Linked DNA regions of Macaca mulatta: region 2 is linked to region 1. Evidence: chromatin contacts called from public Hi-C data. All regions are on one chromosome and are shown on one strand. The core of a region is the stretch at or near the end of the contact, and the rest is flanking DNA. Distances in the headings are between cores, read along the strand shown.

The links. A called contact is a pair of places that touch in the nucleus more often than the background predicts.
Region 2: a contact with region 1 is called in a Hi-C map of liver, with 4 times the contacts expected there. The contact joins the promoter of ADAM17 here to the promoter of YWHAQ in region 1. A contact is called at or near these places in 2 of 14 Hi-C or Micro-C datasets (cortical neurons and liver).

What each region holds. Positions count from the first base shown.
Region 1 is chr13:115,188,570-115,192,674 of T2T-MMU8v2.0, forward strand. YWHAQ (tyrosine 3-monooxygenase/tryptophan 5-monooxygenase activation protein theta) reads left to right here and starts at 1,826. Exons shown (of 6, transcript XM_077960165.1): 1 at 1,826-1,882; 2 at 2,289-2,664. The coding sequence starts at 2,371.
Region 2 is chr13:115,266,923-115,271,027 of T2T-MMU8v2.0, forward strand. ADAM17 (ADAM metallopeptidase domain 17) reads left to right here and starts at 1,919. Exons shown (of 19, transcript XM_028831980.2): 1 at 1,919-2,165. The coding sequence starts at 2,069.

The DNA.
Region 1 (4,105 bases), core at 576-3,075:
TCCCTACCACAGAGGTCCCATCCCCTGACGATTTCCTCTCCAGGGTCTCTATCCCCCATCCACCTCCACTGGCTTCTCCCCTTGCCCGGGTTGCCTCTAATTTTGGTGAGCTTGAAATTCACTGGTCATACAGAAGGCATTTTATCTGACCTTCCACATGCAAATTCTTTCCATTGGGATTTCTCGGTGTCCAGCTCCACCCCAGCCCACAGGGCCATAAACACTCATGTGTCTGCAGTGGGGCCCCAGGGATTCCAGAAATAACAGCAGGGCCCTCCATTAGAAGGCTGGAACATAGTAAGGCATTTCTGCGTTAAGACACAGGCCCTTTCCAATCCAGGCCGCTCCTGTCTGTCAAAGCACAAAGCAACCTTTACAAGTCAGGACAGGGAGGGGCAGTCAAGAGGGAGTCTGAATTTCTGGAAAGTCGGCACCTTCTCCTCCCATCTGTCTGCACTCTCAGATCTCCCATTCTAGAGATTCTCCGGATTCGCTCAGGTCTCCACCGAGAATGGGAAATTCTTTCTTGCCTGTGGCATTCTTGGGCCTTCTATGATCCATTCTCCCTAGACCTGCTGGAATCGGGATCATAGCAGCGTGAACCCAGAGGGCAATTCGCATCTTAAGATGGCACAAAGGCCACTCGCCAGACGGGCAGGACAGCCACCCTACCTGGATGGAGTTAGGGGACTGGAGTGCCAAGAGAGACAGGAGTGGTTTAAAAGGAAAGGGAGCTGCCAGGGATTACCCTGAATGGGAGGGGCCTGGGGAAATCTTTCTCACTTCAGCAGGGTGTTCCCCAGGAGGAGAAAATCAGAAATCGACATCCAGGGAGAGGATTTCGGCTTTTCAAGTGTGCTCTTACAAATAATACCAGAAACAAAAAGCGTGTGCGCATGTGACAATGATGTGAAAAATTATGGATTTAGATGCATAACCTGGAAAGCCTGAAAGAAACATAAAAATTGCTTTTTTGCGGGGAGCGATGTTATGGGCAGGGTTTTTGTGGGGGGGTGGGAAGGGGTGGTTCTAGGTGTTTTCCTGCAGATTGTGCTGAATGTCATTTCCCATTTTAAAGAAAACCACAATACTTGGCATTGTCACAGAGACTCGCCTGGATCTTCTGGGACCTACCTTTTCACAAGGGAAGTTTTTGTTTTAGGGTGCCCATCTGAAAACCTGAATTTATCACGTACGTGCCATACTGAAGCCACTGTCTCCAGGAATCAATTATTCTTTAATAGGGATGCGGTTTGCTTAATTCCCAGCCCTAATGGCAACGTGATTAAGGTCTGGGTTTAGTATCTTGGGATCCAAACCTTTGTCACAGATCGGAAGGTGGAGGAAAGAAAGGCCCCTGTGCTCCCAAACAGCTGAATATGTCACCCTCCAGTTCAGACTCGGCCAGAGACCTTGAGATGCAATGCACCATCCGCACCGGGAGACGTGGTCGCCGCTTCGGAGGTCGTGCGCGCCTCTGGGTCTCGTGCCGCACCCAGAAGTGCCGGGGTGGCGGGGAGGCTGAGGGGAGTTGGTAACGGCATCGCCATGGCAACAGTGACGTCCTTTTACCCTGGATCTAATTGGAGGAAACCCCGTGGCCGAAGCTGCAGCCTGCCGGCCAACCGAACTTCCCCGCGCCGACCCACCCTCCTAGCCTCCGCGTTCCCTCCCGCTCCGCCCCCCTCGCCCCCTTCCGCGCGCTCAGTCCTCATTGGCCAGCGGCGCGTCGGGGGGCGGGACTCTCGGGCCAAGCTCGGCGCATCATTGGGCGGCGGACCGCCCCTCGGCTCCGGGGTAGGCTGAGACGGGAGGGTCCTCAGCTAAAGCCAAAAGCAGATCAAAGTGGTGGGACTCGCGTCGCGACCGCGGAGACGTGAAGGTGAGCACCTGGGTCGGCCCGCGGGCATCCAACGGCCGCTCTGGGCTTGAGGGCCGGGCGGAGGTGCCGCCCTCGCGAGCAGCCGGCTGTCGATTCCGCTCCCCTCAGGGACGGCTCCGGGCGGGAAGGTGCGGGGCCAACGGTCGCTTCCATCTTGAGCCGGCCGGGCGGGGGTGGCGGGAGCGGTCGCGGCTCGGGCTCTGTGCGCGCGGGGCCTTCGCGCCGCCCCCGCCTCCTCCCGTCGCGGGCCGCGGCCTCCCCGGGCGCCCGGCGGGGGCGGGGGCGGGGGAGAGGGAAATTCAAGCGGCCGCATGTGCGAGAGACAAAAGCGGGCGGCGGGCCGCATTGTCTGACGGCGCTCCCTCCCTGCTTTTTGTTCTCGCCTCGCCGCCCCGCCCCTCCGCAGCTCTCGAGGCTCCTCCCGCTCCGGGTCGGCGCTCTCCCTCGCTCTCCTCGCCCTCCGCCCCGGCCCCGGCCCCGCGCCCGCCATGGAGAAGACTGAGCTGATCCAGAAGGCCAAGCTGGCCGAGCAGGCCGAACGCTACGACGACATGGCCACCTGCATGAAGGCAGTGACCGAGCAGGGCGCCGAGCTGTCCAACGAGGAGCGCAATCTGCTCTCCGTGGCCTACAAGAACGTGGTCGGGGGCCGCAGGTCCGCCTGGAGGGTCATCTCGAGCATCGAGCAGAAGACCGACACCTCCGACAAGAAGTTGCAGCTGATTAAGGACTATCGGGAGAAAGTGGAGTCCGAGCTGAGATCCATCTGCACCACGGTCCTGGTGAGTCCTCGGCGCGGGGAGCAGGGGAGGCCTTTTGTGCGATACTTTTCATTGAGAGTTTCGCGGGCACGGAAAGAAAGGTGAGCCGGGGCTTACCGGACTCTGCCGAGGTGGAGGGTTTCAGGTGAGCCCTGGCTTCCCTTCTGTGTGTCTCCGGTTCTAGAGACTCAAGAGGCTGCTTTTCCAAGGATAAGTTCTTTTTTTTTTTTTTTTCTTTCCCCCAGATGTTGGGTAGCTACCAAACGATGGAACTTGGAAACATCCAAGTAGGTCTCTGCGAGACTGAAAGGCGTTTTCAAGTTTCTTGTGCGGGGAGATCTGTGAGCTCTCTAATGGCTTCAGGCAGTTGAAAGAAGGCGCAGGCACCTTTTTGTTACAGACAATGTAGTAGGGATTTTTTCCCAAACCCAGTAATGGAAACTTACTTCGAAAATCTGAACAGATACTTTATTTTTCAAGCAAGAGTATCTGTTGCGCTCCCCTCCACCCCCTATAAACAGGAGAGGAGGGGAGTTCGGTAAATGTGAAAAGGGCACAGCTCTATCTGAAGAACACAATGTCCTGGTAAATTTCAACATTTAATAATAACATTTCCTTGCTGTTGCACAGCTGTGCTTAAACACTACTGTTGAAGTGAATTCGTTTCTAGTGTGGAGCGGACAAGGAAAGCTTTCCAGGTTTTGAACTGTCCAGTCTTAGCAAGGACGATTGTTGGGTGGAGTAGGTGGCTGCTGTGATTCACCCTTATTAGTGAGAGAGAACATTTTTAGCTTTGTCATTGCACGGATCTTTTGATCCGTAGGATAAGTTTTTCAAATTGAAATACCAGCATTATATCCAGGAGTGTTTTTAAATGTTTCAGTGCTGCAAAGAGTCATTTCTATGAATAAAATAGGAAATAATCCGATATGGTTTGCCTTTCTTTAAGTGTCGCTTTTACGAGAGGCCTACTTATTTTTGATGTGTTTGTGCACATCATATTTTAGGTGGGCTTTGATAGACAAGCATAGTAGACTGGCGATTTTTTCAAAAGGGTGTGGAAGAAATAATTTCTCCCCGGCCCCCTCCTCCACCCCCGAAGCCTTCTTTCTTCATGTCATCAGAATGGTGTGTTCCCCACCCCTTGTTTAAAAAAAAAAAAAAAATCCACGAAACTTTTTTAACCTCTTTTTCTAATACGATGACAGGCGATCCGGACAAAATCATGGCTGATGGAAATAACTGGTAAAGGGGGAAAGAAAGTATTGTAGACAGAGTGTGTACTAAAGTGGAGAAAACTTGAGATTATTTACTTTATGAAGTGAAAACTTTGTTGTATTTGTCCGTGGGCTCTTAGCTTCCAGTCCCTGCTTGGCATTGAAGAAACACTTGTAAAAGCTTTTTGGACTGAATTGCCTGTATTAAAAAATTTTGCCAACTTGAAAGTAATGGTAGACTTCAA
Region 2 (4,105 bases), core at 669-3,168, 78 kb after region 1:
GCTTGTAATCCTGGCACTTTGGGAGGTCGAGGTGGGTGGATCACCTAAGGTCAGGAGTTTGAAACCAGCCTGGTCAACATGGTGAAACCCCATCTGTACTAAAAATACAAAAATTAGCCGGGCGTGGTGGCGGGCGCCTGTAATCCAGTTACTTGGGAGGCTGAGACAGGAGAATCGTTTAAAACCAGGAGGTGTTCAATCGCTTGCAATGAGCTGAGATCACACCGTTGCACTCCAGCCTGGGTGACAAGAGCGAAACTCCGTCTCAAAACAAAAAATAAATAAAAATAAATAAATAAAAAGGAAAAGAAAAGAAAATGAATCGGGAGCTTTTTTTTTTTTTTTTTTTCTAAACGGCATTTACTAACCAGCTAAGTACCTTCTATGAGCAAGGCACTGTACAAGAGCTGTTGGGGATACCAAAATAACAATCTACTATCTACTAAAGTTAAAAGCCGGACAGTATGGTGACTGGATGTTCAGAAAAGAAACCAGATGACATTATTATTGTACACCAAAAAAAGCCCCCCAAAAACCATACTCAACTGTCACATTCTTATGGAATACAATTTTTAAAGATTGTATACAATTTGCATGTGAAATTTTGCTTACTTTTTAATTAGGTATGCCACTGAGTATGTTTAATATATTTTATATCTCAGATGTACAGACCAGGTCTGGTTGATTTTAGCCAACAACGTATTGTTGAAAAAGATGCTATTTTACTGCGGCAAACCACCATGAACATAAATTTTAACGACAGTTTTGAGTATTTTATTAGGAATAAGGCTTGAAACTTGAATAGGACTAGTATTTTATTCCTAACAATTTACCATTTCATAATAAAGGCTGTCTCACTCTTAAGTGGAAAACATATTACGTCCTACTTTTATAAACTTTGGTTGAACTAAATAAAACAGCAACATGTACCCAACGTTTTTAGACTTTTATTCAGTACCATAAACACTAAACTATACAGAGCTAAAATCATGCAAAAGATTGCAAAACAAACTGCCTTGGGAAATTTCCAGTCTAAGTTAAATGGACCAAGTATAGGATTGAATTTTAAGAAGTTGGTGGGAAGATTCCAGCTCTTGTACTCACAGGTAAGGTCCCAGGATTCTATTTGTTGAAATGTCTGCAGACCCACTCCCTACAGCAGGGGCATGGAGCAAATGTGCCTTCAGGAAGTGCTTATTAGTCCCCCCAGAGCCTTTTTCGTGAAAACAGACGGATGGAGGCCTCAGACGACTCTGGCGGTCAGACCCTGAACCAGATGCCTGAGCTGCGCTCAGAAGGCTCGTCTCGCAGGAGCTGGCGAGTGGCTAGGGCTTCGGAGGCTAGGCTCGGGGCCCGGGGGGTCTCCGTGCGCAGGGCACTCTTTGGCTCGATTCATGTCCCCGCCCTCCCACCTGAGCACACTGGGCAGAGACCCTGCGGCAACGGGCTAGTTGCGCCTCCTCGTCCGCCGTGGGCCGGTCGCTGGGCCCCAGGCCGCTTTTTACAGCTCCTTTAATAATAAAATGGACAGCAGGGATCCTAACCAGACGTGGGCACCAAGACAAAGGAGGTGGCAGACGCGCCTGAGGGCCTGCTCGCTAGCTCCCGCCTCCCCAATCCGCGGTCACCCGGGGACAAAGGCCAGGCCGGACTGGGTGGAGGTGGGACGTCTACATCTGTGTCCAGTAAGGCGCCAGGCGAGTCCCAGCTGGACGCCACGGGCGGGGCCGAACGCGGCAGCCGACCAGAGACCCGCGGCGCACCGGCGTGGGGCGTGGCAAGCGGAGCCTCCCGTGATGCCGCGCGGCGGCCGGTTTCCGGCTGTGGGTGGTGCGGGGGAAACAGCAGCGGCCGGAAGCGGGCTGAGCCGGCCTCTGGTAACGCCACCTGCACTTCCGGGGGCGTCGAGCCTGGCGGTAGAATCTTCCCAGTAGGCGGCGCGGGAGGGAAAAGAGGTTTGAGGGGCCGGGCCGGGCGGATCCCGTCCTCCCCCGATGTGAGCAGTTTTCCGAACCCCCGTCAGGCGAAGGCTGCCCAGAGAGGTGGAGCCGGTAGCCGGGCCGGGAACATGAGGCAGTCTCTCCTATTCCTGACCAGCGTGGTTCCTTTCGTGCTGGCGCCGCGACCTCCGGACGACCCGAGCTTCGGCCCCCACCAGAGACTCGGTAAAGACCCAGGGGAGTTGGCTTAGGCGGCTCCTGGAGCGCTCGTTGGAGGGAAGAGCAGGGGAGCTGGGTCTATCAGGTGTTTGGGGGCGGGGTATTGGCGACGGTGGCGCGTCCCTACGCTTTCAGTGTAGAAGGGGGTGTGGCTCTCAGAGTTTGGGGAAAGATAAAGGAGATGGGCCTATCTCTGAGTGGGAAAGGGCTACTGGACGGGCTCCATGTAGTGACTGAGCGCCTGAGAGGGGTTTGCTCCCTAGCTTTGTGTTTGGGGAGGGTGTTGGGAAAGCGGCAAGGAGTGGGGCGGCTGGTTCTTGTTTGGAGAGGGAGATGTGGTCAGGGTTCCTGCCTTAGTAAGGAACAAATCTAGTGTTGTGTGTTTCTACCAGGGGCAGAAAGGAAGGGCCCAAAGCTCCAGAATTCTTCCTGGTCCTCTAAGGAGGGAACTAGAATTTCTGCTGTAGGAGGTACCTATGCAGTAATCTCGTTGGGAGGCGGAGACTGGAGTTGGAGTCTTAAGAGTTGTGTTTTTGCGAACATCCTAAGCACGTTCTTGGTTATTTCAACTGTAGCTTATTGGAGGTGCTTGGGAGATGGGGGAAGGCGGAAACCTGTTAAGCCAACTCGTGATGCTGCCACTGTGAACGCTTTCCTTGCACTTTTAAACAAATAAATTATCAGGAATGACGAGTTTGATCAGTTTAGAGGCTAGAAAGTAGAGGGTTCCTATTTCATTAGATTTTCCAGAGAGATTGGATTTTAAGGATGGACATGCATTAAGGGGTCTGAACTTTGGTGGAAATAAGTTTGCGTGAACTTTTAGTGTATTTTAAGATCCTTTTGTCTTTCAAAAATTGACATGTAAGACACTTTGATTAGTAGTAATAAAGTGTGAAATAATGTTTTCCCAGTGTGTGAAATTGTAGGCTTGCATGGTTGTACTGATCCCCAAATTTCACCATGATACCATGTGTAGTGTTTTTTTCTTTGTATTTAGTGGACAGAAATTGTAATGGATTGATATGGATATTAAAGGTGTTGAGAGTGTTATCACTTGTACAGCTACCTTATGATTATTTCCGATTGAAATGGATTACAAGTGACTCGTGAAAGGCAAGGGATCTAGTTAGGAAGTGCTGAGAAGTGGTAAGTCAGTACAAATTGAAGGACATTTTGAAGTAGGGTTGTGGTTAGGATGGAGGGATAGGGTAAGGGTCTTCATTTTAAGGATAAATGTTAGTAAAAAGAATAAATGTCTGTTTTGAGATATTAAAATTATATTTGCACCACCCTGACACAACTGTTTCACTTGCGTTATTAATCTGTTGTTCGCATGACTCCTCAGGAAGCATACAGTTTAAAGAAAAACATTACTTTCTAGATCAATTCATAACATTTGCAGATCGTAAGGTTTTTTTAGACCTCTCCCCCTCCAAGACAGAGTCTTGCTCTGTTGCCCAGGCTGAAGTGCAGTGGCACGATCTCAGCTCACTGCAACATCTGCCTCCCAGGTTCAAGCAGTTCTTCTGCCTCAGCCTCCTAAGTAACTGGGATTACAGGCATGTGCCACCATGCCCGGCTAATTTTTGTATTTTTAGTAGAGACGGGGTTTCACCATGTTGGCATGGCTGGTCTCGAACTCTTGACCTCCTGATCCGCCTGCTTGGGCCCCCCGAGTGCTGGGATTACAGGCGCGAGCCTCTGCTCCTGGCTCATATGTTTTTTATTTGCAAAGTGCAGAAGAATACATAGACTTTCCTTTTTTTTTAAACGAAGTGTTTGAAGAACACATACTGTCTGCTAAGTATTATATGTGCCATTGGAAATACAAAGATCAGACGTTATCCATCTTCAAATGGTTGTGGCATAGTGAAACAGACATCCGTTTAGGACATTTCTAAAACAGCAAAGAAGAAAGTGCTAGAGTACATTATAGCAAGTAT